2 separate regions of the Mus musculus genome follow, and region 1 is linked to region 2. The links are chromatin contacts, called in public Hi-C maps. All regions are on one chromosome and are shown on one strand. Each heading gives the region's core, a stretch centred on a gene start, on an enhancer-like site or on the middle of the called end of the contact. The rest is flanking DNA. Distances are from core to core; before and after follow the strand shown. Region 1 overlaps Col22a1 (collagen, type XXII, alpha 1). Region 2 overlaps Fam135b (family with sequence similarity 135, member B).

The links. Hi-C and Micro-C count contacts between places; a contact is called where the count stands out from the background.
Region 1: a contact with region 2 is called in a Hi-C map of cortical neurons, with 2.4 times the contacts expected there. The contact joins two enhancer-like sites. A contact is called at or near these places in 1 of 15 datasets of contacts at CTCF or cohesin (the NIH/3T3 cell line), 1 of 484 Hi-C or Micro-C datasets (cortical neurons) and 1 of 115 datasets of contacts at active chromatin or transcription factors (the NIH/3T3 cell line).

The regions. Positions count from the first base shown.
Region 1 is chr15:71,888,022-71,891,541 of GRCm38.p6, forward strand. It overlaps Col22a1 (collagen, type XXII, alpha 1), which reads right to left. Exons shown (of 64, transcript NM_027174.1): 38 at 2,467-2,571; 39 at 1,496-1,540. Among named protein-coding and RNA genes, the nearest start is that of Col22a1, 140 kb to the right of the region's middle. Within about 2 kb of position 1,605, at least 36 of the 459 cell types and tissues checked have an H3K27ac peak or open chromatin away from gene starts, as enhancers often do. A contact at or near this core is called in cortical neurons, where this site is marked.
Region 2 is chr15:71,540,714-71,544,170 of GRCm38.p6, forward strand. The region is part of intron 3 of Fam135b (family with sequence similarity 135, member B); the gene reads right to left. Among named protein-coding and RNA genes, the nearest start is that of Fam135b, 190 kb to the right of the region's middle. Within about 2 kb of position 1,753, at least 21 of the 459 cell types and tissues checked have an H3K27ac peak or open chromatin away from gene starts, as enhancers often do. A contact at or near this core is called in cortical neurons, where this site is marked.

The DNA of each region.
Region 1 (3,520 bases), core at 355-2,854, 350 kb after region 2:
GCAACATATCTGATAACCTAAGATGGCCATCTGGGATGGGCGGTAGTGTGCTTCAGAAAGAGCTAGCAGTTTCAGGGTGACTTGCTGGATGACAAGACCATTAGAAGTAGAAGATACAAAAGAATATGTTCTTCATGTTTTTAAGCTGTTTTTGTTCAAGAGACCCTTACTCTGTAGCCTGAACTGGCCTAGATCCAACCTCATGACCCCAGTCTAGCCTCAAACTTAAAAAAAATAAATAAATCTTCCTATCTCTAGCTCTTCCTCTCAAGGTTGGGATTATAGGCATGTGTCACCACTGGCAAGAAGGACATTTTAAGGAAATTGTTTTTATGAATAGGCACAAGTGGTAAGAAGTGATTTTATAATAAGATACTTATGAATATTTAAATATGCATATCTTATTAAATGTCCGAGCCCCAATCCTAAGATCAATGAGTGACTCTGGCCCACATCCTCTCAACTCCATGTATCTGAGTTGGCATCCTAACTCTCACTGTATATGGGTGTGGCTACAGTTGAATTTGCTGCTTCCCATGTCTTAGTGTCCCCTGCAGCCCCTCACCAAGGCCTACAATAACACTTTCTTTATCCCACATTATGGCTGCATGCAATTTCAAATGAGGACAAGTAGCTCAGTCTTCAAGAAGCCACCAAAGCAGGATAAGAGCCTTCCTGACCCCCCTCAGCCCTCTCATCCCCTTCTCAACTACCTGCCTACTTTGCCGTTTCCTCATCCAATTGTCCCCTGATTCGAGAGCTGAAAGAGGCCAAGGAATGTACCACTAACAGTATTATGTCCTACAGTCTACCCTGTAGATGTGCCACAATTAAAATAATAAGGTACTGGCCATTCAGGTAAACTTGAGTAAATGAAGTGGGATTCTGTGTAGGGAGAGCTTTGGGTTTTCCCCTGCTGACTCAAGGGGATATTGCCTTTTTAGAACTGTAGTAGCTGGTGAATTGAGGGAGAGTTTGGCTGGTGTTCATCCATTTTCTTCTTCCTCTTGGGTATGCAACTAAGTTGATATTCTCCGGCCTTCTTGTCATGAACATCACTAGAATTTGGTGGCTGGACATAATAACCAATTTCCAGTGCTGGCCCCAAACATTTTCCTAACATCATCTTCCCTCTCTATCCCTACTCATCATGTATGCCAAGGCTTTGGGGAAAGACAGAGAAATACCAGGATAATATTGCTATCCCTGACTAGACCAGGACCCCACCCCAACACACACACACCCCAAGAGAAGACTTAGCCCTTGGCTAGGCCGGGTGAAAAACAGTACTTTTCTAATAATTTAATCAGTGTTACTGCTGTGGGTAGTACATCACCATCTCAAGAATTCCTGTATGAAAAAATGTGGGAGGGGTTGAGGTAACCAGAGATGCTTACAACCAAAAAAAAAAAAAACAAAAAAATAAAAACAAAAAAGTACATACCCTCTAAGTGGTCACAGGTACCATCTCCAATTTGCTTAGACAAGCACTCACCTTGATTCCTAAGGGACCAGGTAACCCAGGTGGTCCACGTAGTCCCTGTTGAAATGAACAACATAGATCCATGAGAGCTGAACCACTCAACACATACCAGGTTGCTGCCCTCTGCTGGAGCAGTAGTTGGAGAGCAATGTGAGTACATTCCATCATAGGTCCTGGGTGTGATTCCCGACTCTGCCACCTCCTGACCTTATTTGGACAAACACAAGTGTCACTGTTCCTTATTGTGTTTTTCTACTTCTGGTCTCCATGCTAAGGCCACCCAAAAGGAAGCAGCAAGATCAAGCTTCAAAGCCAGGCTCACTTGACCCCATGACCCCTAAACCTAGTCTCCTTCTTTATCACACTCTGGATAGGGACTCCATTTCTAGCTGATGAGCTTGGCCTAGTAAAGGCACTCATACACACACTTGAAATGTAAGTCTATTTTTGGCTGGAGGAGCTCAGTGTGGACCAAGAATCCTCTCTCTCTCTCTCTCTCTCTCTCTCTCTCTCTCTCTCTCTCTCTCTCTGTGTGTGTGTGTGTGTGTGTGTGTGTGTGTGTGTGTGTGTGTGTGTGCCACAACCACCACTGGGTACTCTGAAACTTGTTTGTTTCCCTTGGATCCTGAGCCTGCAGCCAGAACCCCGTGTGCTACGAGCTGGCTTAGTGTACAGCTACCCTGTGTGCCCATTTGCAGTTTTGCCCTGCCAGGGATCCAGTTTCCTGTGGTCAACCACAGGCTGAAAGGATTAAGTCACAGATTTCAGCAGTAATTCATGAGTTAGGAAACACTGAAAGTTTTCTACTTTCTTGTTATTTTTAAGCACGCTGATTGACGACAGGACTATGTCCCTGGGCCAAGAGACATCTTGTGCATCACCTAGGGCTTGCTTTCTAAAATAAGTCTTTGCTTTTGCTCTGTTCTCTTCTCCCCTGTCAGCCTGGCTTCCAAAAGCTCAAAGCATGTCAGCCCACCACTTACCGGCTCCCCATCCTTGCCCTTTCCTGGTGGCCCTGGGAGACCAGGAGCACCAGGATCTCCCCGTGGACCAGCTGGCCCTGGGCTGCCTTCTTCCCCTGCTGTTCCCTGGGGACAAAAAGAGGACCTTGATGAGCATTAGCAGCAGGCAGAACTCTGCTATCCAACGGCTAATCAGCCTGAGCCTGTGTGTGGCAGTGGCTTCCTGAGCTGTCTGTCCCTCTCTGAAGCATCAGAAGACAGACTGCTCAGTGGAAGTGAGAAGTTGAACTCTGTTCCCCACATTCACATGCTGAAGTCCTTTCCCCCAGCAGAGCCTCCACCAAGCCTCACCCTCCCTGTCTCTATCTCCTTCTCTAACAACAGTCATGATTGTTTTCCCACACAGTCAAGAGAAGGTGTTTGGCTCCCCCGAGAGGTCATATAGGCCAACAGCACACAGAAATATAATTTGAATATATCCCTTTTAAAATTAGATTAGAAATAATCTACTTGATGAATTTGGAGTGGCCCTCACCTCTAATCCCAGCATTTGGGAGGCTGAGGCAGGGGAATTGCCACAAATTCGAAGCTGGCATAAACTGCAGAGGGGGTTAAAGGCTGGCATGAGCCACAGAGTGAGATCCTATATAAGGCACCAGCCACATTTGGGCAGTTGTGTAGACTGCTGTAGATAACACATCTGGAGAAATGACACCACACTATCACCTCCTTGTCACATATTCTCTCCCCAGGCCATGCCCCTGCCTACAGTCCTTGGGGTGATGTTCATATGCGTGGACCAAAGCTCCTTATGCCATCCTCTCTTCACAGCTAAGCAAATTCAAGTGTAGAGAGAGTGCCATTTGCTAGGGTGATGGTTTCTCAGCCTTGGTCTTGTTGACACTGAGTATGGCTGAACCTTGTCTGTTGTGAGTGTTTCGGACAGTATCCTTCCCTGTGTTTTGTGATAGTTGAGGGAGGATCCTGTTCTGTATATGCTAAGCTAGGTGCAGCTCCTCTCCTTGGCACAGGGATCACCAAATGTCATGAGGAGGTGGGACTGTTCCTACTGAAA
Region 2 (3,457 bases), core at 503-3,002:
AGCTGTTGCTGCAATTTGCAAGGGAGTATTCTCCCATCAACACTGAGTGGGTTTAATTACTTAATTATAAGCCACAATGACCTGCCTATTAGATTGAGCCCAGTCAGTTCAGCACTTGATAACACTTTATTGGTCAATAATATGCACAGTTTTGTACTCACAAAGGTAAAAGGCTAGCATGAAGCCTGTAGCACACTCTAGTCCCCCACCAGCCCACCAGCCCACCAGCTGGGCTTTCCAAATTTGTTCCCATTGCTGAGCAGTCTCAAGTATTTCAATTTGCATTTCAGCAATGGAGTCCAGTGAATAGTCTTATACCTTTTGTTTTTTTAAAGCACAGACTTGAGTTGAAAAATGTGGGTTTGCTCTTGGCACTGGGGTCTATATAGTGTGTACATATGCATTAAGCCTCTTCTACTCCAAGCCTCAGTTTTTCTCAGCCATGAACTGTGACCGGGAGAGTACCACCATCTCAGGATGGGTCTATGAAAGTGCTTGTGTGGGGTATAACATGTGATGGAGAGCCAAAATGGTTGAACAGACATGCTATTTGATGAAATTAGCAAATGGTGTGGTTATAAACATGGTAATGGTGTGGAAATTAGCAAATGGTGTGGTTATAAACATGGTAAAATGTTACCAATAGAACTATCATGGGAGAATGGGCATGTTATGATAGAGATCTTAGGTTTTTTTGTTTATTTGTTCATTTGTTTATACTGAAAAGAAAGAAGAACAAATTCACAGAGGGCTTTACTCAGATGGAGCACAGAAAAGTTCTCTAATTACACCTGGAGGAAGGACTCTTGGGAAAAATTTTAAATCACTCATCTTTAGTTCCTTCCCAGGCACAAACAACACTAGGGATATTTCAGCTCTGCACAGCAGTCAGTGTCATCACCCCCCCCCCCACACACACACACACACATACACATAATACATGCACATACTCTTCATCATTCTGGAACAGAAAGCATTTAAGTTCATGTTGTCTCCCTCCTTCCATTTAGGCCCCCTTGGCTTCTTCAACAACCCCTTACACCTCAGTGTGCCAGACTACAGTTCCTTGACCCATTTATTTCTACTTTATGGACTGTACTCTCTTCTCTGGGGAATCGGAGGTAGCTCTGAGAGTTAATACATATTTAATTTGTGAGATAAGAACTGTAGCTCACCTCCTCCTGAGCAGGAATGGAGGAGGATGTTTTGTATGTTTGACCTTTTATCAAGCTTGACCTTTGTCAAGGATAGAGCATAAGCCTACTCTAAGGCAGACCCTTCCACTGTGTTTTACCACATGCGTGGTAGTGAGCTAAGTGTCAAATGGAGAAGCTAGCTTGATGATGCTATCTCTCTTTCTAGCTAAGTTGTCATGCTGACCTACACCCCACATCAATACATGATCCTTTGTAAACAATACAATAGGTATGAAATATGCCTAAAACCACAGCGTGGGACTCTCTGAGGATGAAATAACTACAATTCTAACTTCTAATCCTGAATACACACACACATACACACATGCACATATACACAAACACATGTGTGCACATACACACACACATGCATGCACACACACACAGAGAGAGAGAGAGAGGGAGGGAGAGAGAGAGAGAGAGAAGCATTCCTGTTAATAAGTCATCAGGAAACTCAGCAAATGTGAAACAAAGAGCCTGCTTATGTGATTTGGGCCTTCCTGGACCATCTGTCACAGCCATATGCTTCCCAAGGAGAACTAAGTTTAGCTGCAATTGCAGCTAATCAAACATTGGTAAGTGCTGCAGTGTCCCTGCCTGATCATGATTGTTGTAAGGAGTACAATGTGGCTCTCTAGTTCATGGTGACTTTGGCATAGGTCACAGAATCCAACAAAGAATCATGGATTATTACACAAATAGCCAGAGTTCCCACAACTACTGCTGAACAGGCTGGATCAGGATTGTGTGGCTATCAGTACCCTAAAGGTTACCTGTAGTGACTGAACATAGTCCTGCCCAACCCAAGCCTTGGATGAGCTGGCCCATCACTGTATTTATACAGCCTCTCCTCCAGGGCCTCATTTTTCCTCAATTGCCCCTCCCATCTTGAGAAACAGTATATATACCCAGCTCTGTTGAATAGTACAGAGTGAAAATGATAAAAAAGATATGACATTACATATAGTATTGTTCATTATAATGCATGCCACGCATGGCAATGAGCAGAGTCTTATATCCTATCATCCAGCTAGGCACAAATCCTTTATTTATGAGTTCCAGGAAACCTGAAGACCCCGGGTCAGGGGAGAGAGGGTAGAATTTGGCTATAGTAATGAGAGATACAGAAAGTGATAGGCATCAATTATTACAATTGTCCCCACCTGCTGCCACTGCTGAACATTTCACCCCTGTTAAAAACCAGGAAGGTATTCCCAAATCAAGGTCACTCTGCCTCATTGTCCCATGCCTGCAAGTATGGCTTCATCTCAACTTTCCATGTTGTTCTAAATTACAAGGTGTCCTTAGCCACTTGACCTTCAGAACAGTGGAGAGGCCACCAGCATTGATTCTCTCTACTTACACAGGGTGCTAAATGACACTTTTGCTATGTTGTTGCTCTGAATGTAGACTCTAGGGCTAGACTTCTCTGAGTTTTTGATACCCTCAGCCTTTCTTGTCAGCTTAGATGTCTTAGGGACCTGACACAGTATGTAAGGAACACAGTGGTCCAGATTTTGAGGTCACATTACTCAGCCCTATCCTTGGCTGAGCCAGATCATTATTTTTCCATTGGACAAATGGGCACGGAACGGAAGAGTTCCTATTGCTCACACTGTCCACTCTGGAACCCTTCTTGTTTTCAACACCCACACTTCCTACCTTAGCTCTGAGAAGCAGTCACAAGTCTTTGGGAACAGCTAAATGTTTGACAGTGTCCACTTACTGGGCTCCCACTTCAATGCAGAAATTTGAGGGATCAACGCAGGGGTTTGTATCTTCCTATTTCTCTAACCTTCTTCAAGACTATGAAGAACTAAGCTTCTAGACCTGCTTCTCCAATATGTGGACTAAAGTGCTCTAAAACCAAAACAAAGCAGCCCTCATGTGAAGTGTTCCTGCCACATATTAAAGTTTCAATGACACGAAGAAAACTAATAATGTTATTAAATACCATGGCCACTGTCCCTGTTGGCCCTTTATAAACAATTGAGGGAAAGAATCAGGGTACTGCCTACTCTTGCTAACAGAGTTCATCACATGTTCATGGTTTGAAAGCTTAGTTCTCAGCTGCATGTGGTACTTCAGGATATAGGACCCATCTAGAGGAGGCAGGTGGCTGGGTATAGATTCCTGGAATTGATTTATACTTGGTTACTTCTTGTTACTAATTCTGTTTCCTGGTCTGCTATGATGCGAACATCCTCTACTACCATGTTCCAAGTTACTCCACAATGCCTTACCTGAAATGATGCACTAAA